Regions from separate parts of the Urocitellus parryii genome. Here region 2 is linked to region 1. The links are chromatin contacts, called in public Hi-C maps. All regions are on one chromosome and are shown on one strand. Each heading gives the region's core, a stretch centred on a gene start, on an enhancer-like site or on the middle of the called end of the contact. The rest is flanking DNA. Distances are from core to core; before and after follow the strand shown. Region 1 holds the start of Sub1 (SUB1 regulator of transcription). Region 2 holds the start of Golph3 (golgi phosphoprotein 3).

Region 1 (6,713 bases), core at 1,125-3,624:
TAAATAAGTTACAAATAGCTCTACCACCTTCAAAAAAGAACAAGTTTCTTGGTTCATTCTATCATCTTATGGCACTAAAGTTGCTATATTGAACACAAAGGTTCATTAACAAGGGTTAACCTACATTCTTGACAAGCAGAGTGAAACGTTCTGAGCCTAGTTATGAGAAAGAACTAAATTCACCTTTTATCTTGTTCAAAGTCAATGGATCTTTTCAATGCTTCATTATAGAAGGATCATAAGTTTATGGAAGGGTAGAGTCAAGAAAGCAGCTTACAATTACTGTTAAAACCAGAAGAAATGTAGATAATTCTATTTAGTACTACTGTATACTTCTCACTAGATATCAGACTAGAGATCACTGAAAATGGACCTCAACATAACACAACACAGGAATCAGCTGTACTATACAAATGTGATATCTAATTAATTTTGCCATTAGAATCATATCTTTTACCTATTCTGTATGTTAATTTTAAATTTTTGGCAACACTATCAGAATAACAGGTACTAATTCAGAGTTCACAAAGTTATCCATAATTCGACTTTACCCTCATTTTTCTACTTGGAAATAAATTTGAACAATATGTATCTGTGAAAGGCAAAACCCCCTACAGATAATCTAGTGCTTTGCTTATAAATGGATGTTTACTTAGTGTCTAAGCATAAAGCAGAGAGCAGAGGCTTTTGCCTAAATCTCAAATCTCCTGGAATTCCAAGGCATGTGGGTACCTCTTTTAAGGAACTTTTATAACCAGGTGTTAAAATGCTAATTATCAAATTGCCTTTAGCTCCCTCCAGGTCTGAAGAGTCTAGGTCCTTATTAAATTTTTGTATGCCCTAAAGGGCCTAATAAACACAACACACTCTGTAAATATTGAATATAGGGGGGGAAAGACTTGAATTTTTCCTCAAAAAAATTCATAATCTAGCTCTGTATATTAAAATTGCATTGGCACTGGCATTGACTGTTTCACAATAGGAGGTCAAGGTTGAAAAAAAAATGGGCCATCTCAATCCTGACGAAATTCAAAAAAGCTCAAATCGTGCCCAACCCGACCATGCAGATTTTAATAAGTAATTTCTTAAAAATGAGAAAAGCAAATTCAGAGGGAAACAGCATCATTCATAACCAAGTTTCATATGGTTTTCCTGTTGTTGCTCCATTTTACAACCTAATCTCCAAAATCAATTTAACTCAGTTTTCTATGCTCGCTAATACAGCTGCCCCCTCCCCCCCCCCAAAAAAAAAAACCTTTCTAAGATGCAATTGAATATAATCTATTTTTCACTTGCAATCAATCAACCATAACTATCGTCTATTAGCCAAAGCTGCCTGGGACCTAACACCATTTCAAAGAACCACCTCTTATTTAACTCAAATTAAGTCCATTCAAGAAGAAAGCAAGGGAGGGTGGCTAAAGCCAGCCTCTAAACTTTTGACAAAATATATCGTTACTTAAGCTTAATGAGGTTTTACTGTTCCAAAGGATGGGGCGAGCGCATAATTCTGGCAAATGGTAAGTGAAGAAACTATTGTAGAATTATGTACAAGACGCAAACAAAAAAAATCTTCAGCCTTTGCTAACCGCGTGGAGGAGGATTAGAGAAAACGTGGTTAAGACAAACTAGGACTGACGGGCACAGGATTGCGTACAAAGGTGCCAAGAACAGAGACAGAGAAGGGGGTCGCGCGCTGCCAGGAAGCTACTAGAACCAAGGGGCTGGAAACGGCTGGGGCGAGGGGAGGCAGGTCGGTCGGAGGGGGCGTGCGAGGCGGCGAAGTGCCGAGGAGACGGTGTGGGAAGGGGAGGGACTTGCACCAAGCGCCATTTTCTCCTCTCGCTGCGTTCCGCCGCCCCGCAAGCCAGCCATCTTCCCCCACAGCCCCCTCCCCACCGCGTCCGCTCTCACCCTTCCCCACAGCGCCCCGCTCCCTTAGCGGCCAGGGTGAGGGCCGAGGGAGGCCTTGGCGGGGGCAGGCCTCACACGCGCCCCGGCCGTCGCCCCATTGTCCCGGGGTCGCCCGGTCCCCTACCCGCGGCTCCTCGCCCCCGCCCAACCGCATCCCGCCGCCCGGGAGAGCCCTGTCCGCAGCCTGGCCTCGGTACCCCAAGACGGGCGTCTGGCACAGAAGGCCCAAGTGCGCGAGGCGCCCTGTCGGGCACAGAAGAGGGGATTCGGGAACGCCAAGGAAGGAACAGGCAGGTCAAGCATAACCGACATTTCCTGCGGCCATCGCCCAGAAAGCCACGGGGGTACCGGCGACTGGGTGGAGGCGGGGCCCGCATACTCACGCTCCGCTTCTGCAGTCGACAGCCTTCTGCTCGCTGGCTCGCGACTGACAGAGAACCGGAAGTGACGGCAGACTAGAGAGGCAGGCCCCGCCCCGTTGGAACTTGCACACGTGATGGGGCGTGGCCTCCCCGCCGAAACCGACACCTAGACCCTTTCCAGGGCCTTAAAGGGGCCTCTCCTCGTTCTGGGGGGTTGCCGCTGAAGTGAAGTGCCTTAAAGATTGAACCTAACCTGAGAAGGAATGAGGGTGCGAATGAAACATGAAATGACAAGCATTGAACTTTGCACTGGTTCAATAAATGTTTATTCTATTGAAACGAAAAGACCGTACTAAAAAAGAAAGCATGCTGGCCCATTTTCCCAGAAATTTGCCTCTTCATATTCCATTCACCCTCAGTATCTAACTATGGCTGCTAAAATCCAAAGGAAGGAAGCCACAGCCCCAGCATTTAATTCCACAAAGTGTAAGAAATCTTAGCAGAACTTATTAGACACACAGCCCTTAGGCCTAAATTCTAGTCATGAAGGTGTAAGGTACTTCACAGTAGGCAAAAAAAAAAAAAAAAAAAAAAAAAAAAAATCCATTCTATAAGCAGAATAAGCTATTATAACATGTTTGGTAAAGGTTTACTACAACCAAGGATCAATATATTTATTCAACAAAGATTTTGCCAGTACCCACCATGTGCCACACACTGTATGAGGTGCTGTATATATATTGCTCATCCTAATGAGCTTTTTCCAAAATAGGAATGATTATTCTCTCCATCTTATAGATGAGGAAACCAAGGGTCAACATGGTTAAATTAACTAGTTAATTAAGGATTCAAACTTTGCACTAACTCATATTGCTACTTACTAAAGGAGAATGGAAAACCTCTATCCCATTTCCTATTACTTTAAAAAAAAAATGAAACACTGATTGTATAATTCCTTATGTATGAAGTTCCAAATATAGGCCAAAATAATCTATGTACCGACCTCCAGGTCAGGTTGCCCTGGAGAAGGTCATTAAGGACAAGTATAAAGAAAACTGCTGTGATGCTGAAATATCTGGGTACTGCTTACACATGTGTTTACAGTTGTAAACTTTATAGTAGGTAAGATATACTTCAATAAGATAGTTAAAAAGTAAAGTGAAAAATTAAAATTATAAAAAGATGAACTGCACCCAGTAACCACAGTTTCAGCTTGGTAGCTTGGGAGCCTGGAATTTGCACACCCAAAGGCAGTTAGGGAAACTCCTGCATGGACACTATGGTCAGATGACCAAAGTTTCCTAGGGATCAATAGTGCCTCAGGGCTTTGTGTCAAGGCCCACTTCTCAGGATATCTGGTCAGAGAAGGCTCACATACTGGGTTAACTAGAGGATTATCAGGCTGCCTGGGCCCTGGAAGCCATGAATATGGTTCTCCCTGGAAAGCTGGGTGCTGGCTGAAGAAGGGACAGGGTTCAGAGCCAGTCATAACTTCCCTTCCCTCTCCTCCAAGTTAGAGCTATAACTCCCTTTAATCCAGTACAGGGAACTGCTCAAAGTCCATTCGCAGCTCATTCACTCATTCAGTATGAGTGAATATAATCTCAGTTGAAGTCTCTGTACATGTTTGGAGTATGCATTAGGAGTAAAAAAAAATAAAATCTGTTTTTCTAAATTCAACCCCAGTGGGTTCCAAGCAACTCTACTTTGAGATCCACTTGCATTCATTGCATGCATAGGAGAGAGTGCCAACCTTCCTTTTTGGCACAGCCTTGGAATTGTGCAGACTCAAAGCTGTCACCAAAAATAAATTTCTGGGCCTCAAAGAGCAGCAGAAGAGGAGGCATGCTCAGGAGGCAAAGGAAGCCTAAGTCCCCAGTAGAGCAGCACATATTAAGGACTGTGCCCAATCGTGACTACCAAGCCCTAGGTTAGTCACATTCCCTGCAGTAGGAGATCTAAGAGGTGTATTCGGATGGCTGCCACACCAAACATAGTGATGCAGAATCCCAAAGTATGAAGAAGGTCAACAGAGAATCTGTAAGGGATTTGGCAAAGTAAAAGATTCTATAGAGGGGGCTGGGGATGTGGCTCAAGCGATAGCGCGCTCGCCTGGCATGCGCGGGGTGCTGGGTTCAATCCTCAGCATCACATAAAAAAATAAAATAAAGATGTTATGTCCACCGAAACTAAAAAATAAATATTGAAAAAAAAATTCTCTCTCTCTCTCTCTCTCTCTCAAAAAAAAAAAAAAAAAAAGATTCTATACAAGGCTGGGTTGTAGCTCAGTGTTAAAAGTACTTGCCTAGCACATGTGAGGCACACTGGGTTCAATCCTCAGCACCACACAAAAATAAATAAATATTTAATAAAGGTATTTAAAAAAAAAAAAAAAAAAAAGATCCTACAGAAGCCAAGAACTGCAGACCAGAAGTCAGAGGAGAGTCAGTGGGTTTTTTAAAAAATGGGAGTGTTTGAGTCTACAGATGAAGGAATTACCCCAGTTCCTGGGTCCCCAACTATCCCCACCTTTCACCCCAGAAAAGGGCTATATATTCTCTGGAAAAAAATGGAGAGGCAGAAATGAAATGTGTGGAGGGGGTGTGAAGTAGAGAACACAGGAGATTGAGTTGAAGTCTGATCATTAAATGTGAAAGCACACCTCCCCAAACTCTTCTAACACTGCTTGACTTTTTTTTAAATATATTTTTCAGTTGTTGATAGACCTTTATTTTATTTATCTTTATGTGGTATCAAACCTAGTGCCTCACACATGTTAGGCAAGTGCTCTACCACGGTGCTACAGCCCCAGCCCACTGCTAGATTTTTTACAAGATCATATACAAACAAAAATACAAACTGATTCTTTTAAGTATATTTTGCAAAACTTAATCTAAGGAAATAAAAGAAACCACAAACATAAACACTAGTACTGCTCACAGTCTGAGGACCCCACAAACCTCCACGCCTATCTTAAAAATAAATAAATAAATAAACAAATAAATAAATAAATAAAAATCATGTTTTATATTCACGGTAAACTTAGTGCACTTAATATGGCATCTCCGGCATCTCCATCCTTTCTCCTCCTGTGCTGGTGATCCAACCCAGGGCCTTCTCCCTTTAACAAGCATTTTTATTCAGGTCTCTGTCTCTGAGGGAACTGGGCAGTGTGCCTGCTGTAAGTTTGGGTTTCAGTTCTCCGAGTTGGAGGTGAGGAGTTGTTAAGGAAGTATGCATTTTTAGAAGCAGGGAGGCCTGATGCTTTGCATGCAAATTTAGTTACCTCAGTTTTCTTGGGTGTGATACTTTGTGAAACTACTAGCAAACCCTTGATCCTAAATGATGTCTATTAAACAAAAATACAGAAAATTCAAAAAAATAAAAATAAAAATAATTTCTTAGACTTAGGTAAAAAGAAGAAGAAATTAAAAAAAAATAGAGCTGTGGTAACTGGAAAAAAGTTACTGGAAGTGAGGCCTAATTCACATGCATTTGTACAGGTTGGGATTGGGTGAGTAATAGCTCCTTTTATAGGAAAGTTCCTACAAGGCATCTCTGGATGTGAAAGGATCTCCAACACATACCTCTTACTCCGGAGCTTGGTCTGGAAGAAATGGATGATGCAAAAAGTAAGCTAAATAAATGTGCTGCATTTGGAAAATCAGGAGGTATCTCAGAAAGGGCAGTTTTGGGGATCAGAAATGAGAATGAATAAAGGAAAAAGCTCACTAACTGTGAAATACCAGAGTTTGAGGAGACAACCAGAGAGAAATTCCTGGAGGCTGGGGAGCTGCTAAGTAGTTCCCAGGATGCACTGTGCTAACACCCCTTTACACACTCTTTCCAGAACTTCAGAAAAAGGCTCATTCAAGTAGTGAGTCATTTTTCTGAAGTATTACCCCACGTGCCTCATGTGCCTAGAGCTTCCTGCCTTTCGACCCATACACACATTCCCCATTTTGTTAGCACAGGGTACCATAAGGAAAAGAACCTTAAAGCAGAGAAGAGCAGCCAGATGCTTGGCTTCTGACTTTTCAGCTATTATGGTTCTAGACATAAATTAAAGATTTAAGATAATATATGATTAATCAAACCAGTTCTTTCTGCCTCCAACGACTCCCATCAGATATTCTTGAGAATTTGTGGAAGGGAATAGTCAGAAGAGAAGAGAGGTGAGACCCCTACTCTTGAGAAATAACCCTGCTCCCTATTCTGAGGACACCCTGGGGAAGAAAGGAGCCATCAAATCCTCAGAGGGTTTGGGATGGAAGGAAGTGAGAGATCCACTCTGACCCTGCCCCACCCCCCCCCTTAGTTCTTTTTTTTTTTTTTTTTTTTTTTTTTTTTAAATATTTATTTAGTTAGTTAGTTCTCGGCGGACACAACATCTTTGTTGGTATGTGGTGCTGAGGATCGAACCCGGGCCGCATGCAT
Region 2 (7,675 bases), core at 542-3,041, 360 kb after region 1:
CCCTATTCTCCTTCCTCTACTCTCTTTGGCTCTTTTATTTATTTTTGATTGATATTTTCTACATATAAAGGTGGATATTCTTTTGGCACATTTATGTATGCATGTAATGTGATTTTGTTAAAGATTCATTCCAAATTTCCTCCCCTTTCTCATACTTCCTCCTTCCTTTCTCCACCTCCTACTCTACTGATCTTCCCTATATATTTGATATCCAATCTGTGACACTGCCTTCTTTCCCTTATTTTACTTTAGCTTCCACATATGAAAGAACCACTCAACACTATGTTTGGAGTCTAACTTATTTCCCTTAGCATGATGGTTTCCATTTCCATCCATTTACCTGCTAATGCCACTATTTCATTCTTTATGTACACACAATTTTATACATTTTGAACTATGGATTTGACTAAGTCACATAGTAAATTAATTACATTTCTTTCACAAAGAAACATGCTTTAATTTATTTGGTAAAGAACTGGAAGAGAGATGAAAGAACAAAAAGTTGGAAAGGACCTGGATGGGAGAAACTGGCTGAGGGGAAACTGACTTTGACCAGACAGGAAAAAGGTCAGGTAGGCTTGGTGCACACCCTTCCACAGTGGCGTCATTGAGCATTCTCACTTTCCTGGGCTTGATCTGGTACATAGGAGTTCTGGATCTGTGGAGGGGGAAACAAATCTATCTAAACCATTGCTCAGCCACAGCCTGTGTTCATTATTTGAAACAATACTGGATGACCCACAATGTCAGCTCCCCTCTCCTACTCCTCCAAACCCCTCAGGTTTTCCCGTTTGACAGTTATTCCTTTTTTAAAATTTTCTTTCTCTTTTCTTTTCTTTCCCTCCCTCCCTCCCTTCCTTCTCTCTTTCTTACTTTCTTTTAGTTTTGATGGACACAGTACCTTTTATTAAATTTATTTTTACGTGGTGCTGAGGATGGAACCCAGTGCCTCATACGTGTGTGGCAAGTGCTCTGCCACCAAGCCACAATCCCAGCCCTTGACTGCTATTCTCGAACATGGTTTGAACAAACTGTCAAGCACGCCAAGAGGATTTAACCTAGTCATTACTTACAGATTTAATGTGAACAAAGACGTGGCATGAAACCCAACAGGTTTATTGTCTCCATAAAAGGATCGTTAAGGTCGAGTGTATTCCCGTGTTCAGTACTAAGTGTACAGCACTCACCGAGCCCTGGTCACTTTACTGGACAAGTCGAAGGCAAGGAAGGAAAAAAGGTTTACCAGCAGTAGCCAATGGTCAATTTGTTTAACCTCTCTACGCCTGGAAAACACTACCAGTCCACTTTGAGCCACTTGGATGCAGGTGCTCCTTCTTAAGGGCCAGGAAGTCCCGGTAGAGAGCGCACCTCTGGCACCTCACCAGCAGCGAGCAAAGTCCTTCCTGCAGCTCGCGGGGATCCGGGCGTCCAAGCGGGATCCCGGACGCAAAGACAGGAGCTTCCTCTTAAGGCCACAGTGTCTGGGGTGCTAAGGGGACAGCTACGAGCCGAGCGGGGTCCACCTAGGGCGCCCGGGATCGGGCTGCACCCGTAGGGGGTCTTGGGGGCCTCTGGCTCCAGCCCAAGTAGTGAGGGGCGAAGCGGGGAGGCCGACAGACGCGGGACACGCCTCGAGTGTGGGAGCCGACGCCAGGGTACGTAGCGACTGAGAGGCTGGGCGAACCTCGCAGGCCCGGAGCGGTGGGCGGTGAAGACCAAGAGTCCCGCCCGATCCAGCCGCTTCCGGCGCCCCCGGACACGCCCCTCGCCGGCTCTGCCACATCCTCTGGTGACGTCAGCTAGCGCCGCCATATTGGAAGGCCTCTGCCGCCGCCTCCGCTGGGGAGCTTGGGTTGTGTTGGGGCAGCGGCCGCTGGCAGGAAGGCGCTCATCTCCCGCCCTGCCGACGCCGGTCCCACCCGCTTCACCCCGACCCGTCTCCCCATGACTGCTCCCGGACCAGCTGCCGACCGACGTCGCCCTAGAACAGTGATTTAACACGGAAGCCCGGGTCGGGGGCCGCGGGGGAAGGAGGAGGAGGTGGAGGAGGAGGAGGGAGACCCGGTTGGTCCCGCGTCCCTCTCGGCCCGGCGCGGCTCCTTGGCCCGAGCCATGACCTCGCTGACCCAACGCAGCTCGGGCTTGGTGCAGCGGCGCACCGAGGCCTCCCGTAACGCCGCGGACAAGGAGCGGGCGGCGGGCGGCGGCAGCGGCAGCGGCGAGGACGACGCTCAGAGCCGCCGCGACGAGCAGGACGACGACGACAAGGGCGACTCCAAGGAAACGCGGCTGACCCTGATGGAGGAGGTGCTCCTGCTGGGCCTCAAGGACCGAGAGGTGCGGGCGCGGCGGGCAGGGCGGGGGCGGCGGCACGGGGCCCGGGCCCCAGGTGGGCTCCAGGTGGGCGCCGGCCTTGGGCCCGCGCACCTGCCCTCCTCGCTCCTGAGCCCGGAGGCCAGGAGCGCCCAGCTTGCCCCGAGGAGTGTTGAGTTGGCTCCCTCCTGCGCCGCCCGGTGCTTTCCAGATCCTCCTCGCACAGATTGCTTGGATTTTTCCTTCCCCCTTTCACAGTCTCTTTCCATTTCGACACTCGGCAGTCTGCGTTCGTTCCTCGCTTTTTCTCTGCCTGTTCAGCCTGGGTAGATCCTAGGTTGCATTTCCACCCTGGAGACTGCCCGCTAGACCGAACACCCAGGACCTCCAGCGCCCTGAACTCTTGGGTTTTGCGGGTTTTAGGACCTGGGAGGGATACAGATCCGCTTGTCGTGGGATTTGTATTTTCTTTTGAACAGATTAAGGTATACCATTTGGTGTTATGAAAAAATTCGGAGGAAAAAGTTATTTTTCCCATTAAAGTTGAAAGTCATAAGTTGTGATGAAATTTGGAAAACGACTTTCTAGATGATCTTGCTTTAGGTGAGAGTTTATCTTTAATATTGCTGTTAAATTTTATTAGTTGACTGTTATGAAGAAAATTTTGACGTTTTAAAGGAACGGCTTTTTTTCGTTAAAGTGCTTGAAATGCTAGGTTTGTAATTTGATGAAAGGTTTCAAAGATTTAGATAGGTTGTAGTTGCGATTGATATTTGTGTTCTGACTTTTGAAATATATCATTTTCATCCTAATATCCAGAATTATCACACACAGAAAAGTTGGGGAAAAAAACTACAGTGAACATCTTTATATATACTCACGTCTAGACTCTAATAGAACTATTTTGTTTTATTTGCTTTTCCACGTATACACCCAGCTACAAAACTGAATTTTAAAGAGATCTGTACATAAATACATGATTGTATATTCTATAAATGATGAGTTGTATGGCCCTAGGAGCTTTTTTACCTTAGTGTGGAAACTAGACAACATCTTTTGAGAGTCAGATGCAGAAGTTTGTTTTAAGTTAATTTTTCATTTGGGAAGGTGGGCAAAAGATTTCATCCCAATAAAACTTTCTTTTCCTAATGCCCCAGATTTTATCAGGCATAGATGAGTCTTTTTATGGACTGTTTGTAATTTAGTAATCTAATGCATTAAGTTTTACCTTGATAGAAATGTCTAGGGTGTCTGCAATATCTTGATTTCTCAGATCTTAATAACAGCCACTTTGAAAAAAGTTGATGTCTCTTTGACTGTAAAAGGGACCCCAGTGTCTGTTTTGCCGAGTTGTGATGATAAAAGTAGGCCATATGTGAATTTCCTTTTTTGTGAGGATGAATAAACAAAGTAGATATTAATGTCCAGAAATGTGGTTTAGAAAGTATTCAACTTGACCTTTTTTAGGTTTCAGAGTTTGGAATCTTGTTAGTAAACTATTAAATATTTTTATTTAAGCCCCCCCCCCAATTTTAGAAAATATCAAAAAAGCAGAATGAAGAAAGCAAGCATTTCTGGTTAATAATTTAGTTTTTGATATTTCTGTTTGAATAAAACTGTGTAAAACTAAATTATAAAGAAATGCTAAAACAAAAAGTAGCTTTAGGTGTTGAGTCACTAATGTGAGGAAGTACCTCTTCTTTTTTTCCCCCCAAATATGTATTAACTCTTCGTGTTTAAAGCTATTACCATTGCTGTTTTCTGTGATTAGGCCTCAAGAACATAATTAAAGAATTTGTTGATGTTTAATGATACTTACACTATTTAGACAATTTGAAGTTCTTTGGAAGGTAATTGAAACCATCTGATATGTTTGTTACTAGTCACTATATTTTGCAAGTCATGGACAAGGTCCACAATAGCTAATTATTCTTGCTGATTTCAACAACCACATAGGCCTCCCCTCCCCTGCTTTTTTGTAGGCAGGTCTGAGGAGTTGTGATCTGGGGTTTTGCATTTGTCTTAGATTTTGGTTTTAGAGATTAACCTCTCTATTTTTTTCTTTCATCACATACTCACATAGTAATTACCTGTACTGTGAACTCATCCATTCATGTTTTCCTGCTTGGTAAGTTTCCCCTCTCCCATGTCTTATATCACCCTTTTTAGGGGGCAGGAATTGCTTTTTTACCCCAAACGTAGGCATTTATGCTTATTAATATTAGATTTCAACTTACCAAATTTGTTATTAATAAATTCTAAACTGTAGTAATATGGATTAGTAAATGCACTGTTTATTTTAACTTAATCACTTTTGTAATATCAGTACTTTAAAGATATTTGAAAGCTAAACTTTAGGCAAGTCGTTATTGTTGGGCATGTTTTACATATATGTATATATACATACATATGTGCATATATTATAGCCTTATTTTAAATTAAAATCATTTAAATAAATTTCTTAATAATGAAATTTTACTCTGATTAAAAAACCCAGGTTTATTAATTACATATTTTGGCTCTTTAAAAATGTTGGATGACAATAAACCTGCAGAAAAATGCAAATAAACATAAATTTTTACAAACTGAATCCTGTTAAATCGGTATGTAGGGCAAGAAATAGTTTATGACCAACTCTCCAGAAACCTCACTTGAATTTTTTTCCAGTCACTATCTTTTCCTTGAGAATAACCACTTGCTTAACTTTAAAATTCAGGATAAACTTAATTTTGCCTGGTTTTTGTACTTTTATTTGTGTCTGGCTTTTGTTCTTCATTGGTCAGTCCATGTTGTGTGAAATTGTCGTTTGTTTATTTTTATTGTCATACCAATTTGCTTATTTTTTAAATATCTCACAAATTACATTATTTCATTCAATTTAAAATATTAAAAAATTGTTTTGGAATTCCTCTTTGACCTATGGGTTATTAGGAAAATATTTTTTAGTTTTCAAATATTTATTGCTAAATATTTTTAATTTTTTGTAGTTGTAAATGGACAGAATGCCTTTATTTTATGTTTTTGTGGTGCTAAGGATTGAACCCAGGTGCCTTACACATGCGAGGCAAGTGCTCTGCCACTGAGCTACAGCCCCAGCCCTTTATCACTAAATATTATTGCTGAAAATCTTGTTATTTTCTTTTTTAAAAATTTATTTATTTGTTCTAATTAGTTATACATGGAAGTGGGATGCATTTTGATTCACAGTACACAAATGGAGCACAATTTTTCATTTCTCTGGTTGTACACGAAGGAGAGTCACATCATTCATGGTACATGTATGATGATACATGTACCTAGGGTAATACCAATTTACTTTTAACACAATCTACAATATTTTAAAGATTACTTTGATATTCTGAGTCAAATCTCTTCTTTCCTTTTACTGAACAGTAGGTTCAGTTTGCCAATAAGCAGATGGTCTGGCTTCACAATGCCTATTAGGGGTGAGATTGATTTTTTTTTTTTTTTTTTTTAAAGTGCACATTTCAGATTTTTTTACCAGTGATTTTCCTTCCCAGCTTTTATAAAACACAGATGCCTAGGCCCCTTAGGGGATTCTGCTCTCACTCTGGGTAAAGGATCAGTGGCATAGGTAACTTCAATGGCATTTCAAGGATTGCAGATAGGTTTAGGTTTACACTTGAATTCACCTTCCAATTAATTTGCTAATTTCTGTTATCCCTGCCCTTCCCTCCTTGTATTTGAGAGGGAGGGAGAGCAAAAGTGGTAGGTGTTTTTCTTTTTCTTTCCCCATTTATTTATTTTTTGGTGTGCTAGATATGAAAGTCAGGGCCTTACACATGCCAGGCAAGTTCTACCATGGAGCCACATCCCCAGGCTACCCCCTCCCATTTTATTTTAATTTGAATTCATTTTTATTACCAGGGATTGAGCCCAGAGACAGTTAACCACTGAGCCACATCTCCAACCTTTTAATTTTCATTTATTTACTTATTTTTGGTACCAGGAGTTGAACCCAGGTGTACTTTGCCACTGAGTCATATTCCCAGCCCTTTTTTATTTTTTGAGACAGGATCTCAGAAAGTTGCTGAGGGCCTCACTAAGTTGCTCTGGCTGGCTTTGAGCTAGTGATCCTTATTTCTTTTTTCCCTATAGATGCCTCCAATAGAGCATTTTCATTTTATTGATAATTACCTGTACTAATAGGTTATTTTCATATAATGTGTGTGTGCCTGTTGAAACAACCCAACCCATGCTGTACTACTGAGTACATCCCCAGCCCCTCAGGTTACTTTTGAATAACTTTAGTGGCAAATCTTAGCTTTTTTTTTTTTTTTTTGTGGTCCTGGGGACACTGAATAATACAACTGCATTTAAAACCCAGTGCCTTGTACATGTGAGGCAAGCACTAAATCTTAGTGTTTTAAGGTTGGATTTGATTATTTTAATCTGCCAGTTACAAAGTTTGCCTATGGAATAGAGAAGTGAAGAGAAGCATAGTTGTGGTCCAAATGTATTATTTGCTTTACATATTGAAGTTCTCTGAGCTTTGGAATTCTCATGTAAAATGGTTTTGATTGTAGTGTTGTGGACATTTGTTTAATTTTCCACCACGTCTTCCTGGTTCTGTCATTGAGAGTTCCCCATTGTGTGTAACTCTGTGGTGGCCTCTTGAATCATCTTCTCCTAATCTTTTATGCTGCAGCCAGAATTGTCTAGTCAAGATGTTTTTTCCTTAGGTATTGGGTCTGGAAAGAGCAACAGTTCTTTGGAGATTTTTTTCAAAGTAGTGTCCATGTATGAATCAAACTCTTCTTTGACTTTTTTTTTTGAGCTTCTTTCTAGTTCATTGGTGCTGTCTTTTTCTAGAGTGATTTTTATTTTGTAAGTTCCAACACCTTCAGTAAAGTTTTTTTTTTTTTTAGAGGTTGTATTTCTAATGTTTGTAGACAGTTTCAGTACAACTGAATTTAAAAAAATAAGTAGATGCTTGAGCTGAATAATAATTAAATTTAAAATTCAGTTATTTGAATTTAACTGACTGACTTGTGGTTTTTACACTGGCTCCAAAAATGGGGAAAAATTTTCCATGGTCACTACTTTGAAATATAGTACTTGTCAAGATGTATAACTTTTTAAAAAATTCTTTCCATGTTTGCAGTTGATGTATGCCATTTGTATGTGACAGATTTGTAAATGAGAAATACATTCAACAAATATTCAGAATTTCATGTTGTCGAAGATTTTTAGTAATTCGAAAGTTTAATAAAGCCTTCTGAGATGTCTATCTGTCCTCTCATGCCTGTGCTGATGCGCATGTTTTAGGTTTCTCTTTTCAAAGCTGGAAAGACTGCAACCTGTTTTAGTATCATATTATAGTATTAAAATGTCATTTAGT

The links. Hi-C and Micro-C count contacts between places; a contact is called where the count stands out from the background.
Region 2: a contact with region 1 is called in a Hi-C map of muscle, with 5 times the contacts expected there. The contact joins the promoter of Golph3 here to the promoter of Sub1 in region 1. A contact is called at or near these places in 2 of 2 Hi-C or Micro-C datasets (liver and muscle).

What each region holds. Positions count from the first base shown.
Region 1 is chr1:23,338,291-23,345,003 of mUroPar1.hap1, forward strand. Sub1 (SUB1 regulator of transcription) reads right to left here and starts at 2,375. Exons shown (of 5, transcript XM_077795555.1): 1 at 2,298-2,375.
Region 2 is chr1:23,702,142-23,709,816 of mUroPar1.hap1, forward strand. Golph3 (golgi phosphoprotein 3) reads left to right here and starts at 1,792. Exons shown (of 4, transcript XM_026390125.2): 1 at 1,792-2,337. The coding sequence starts at 2,113.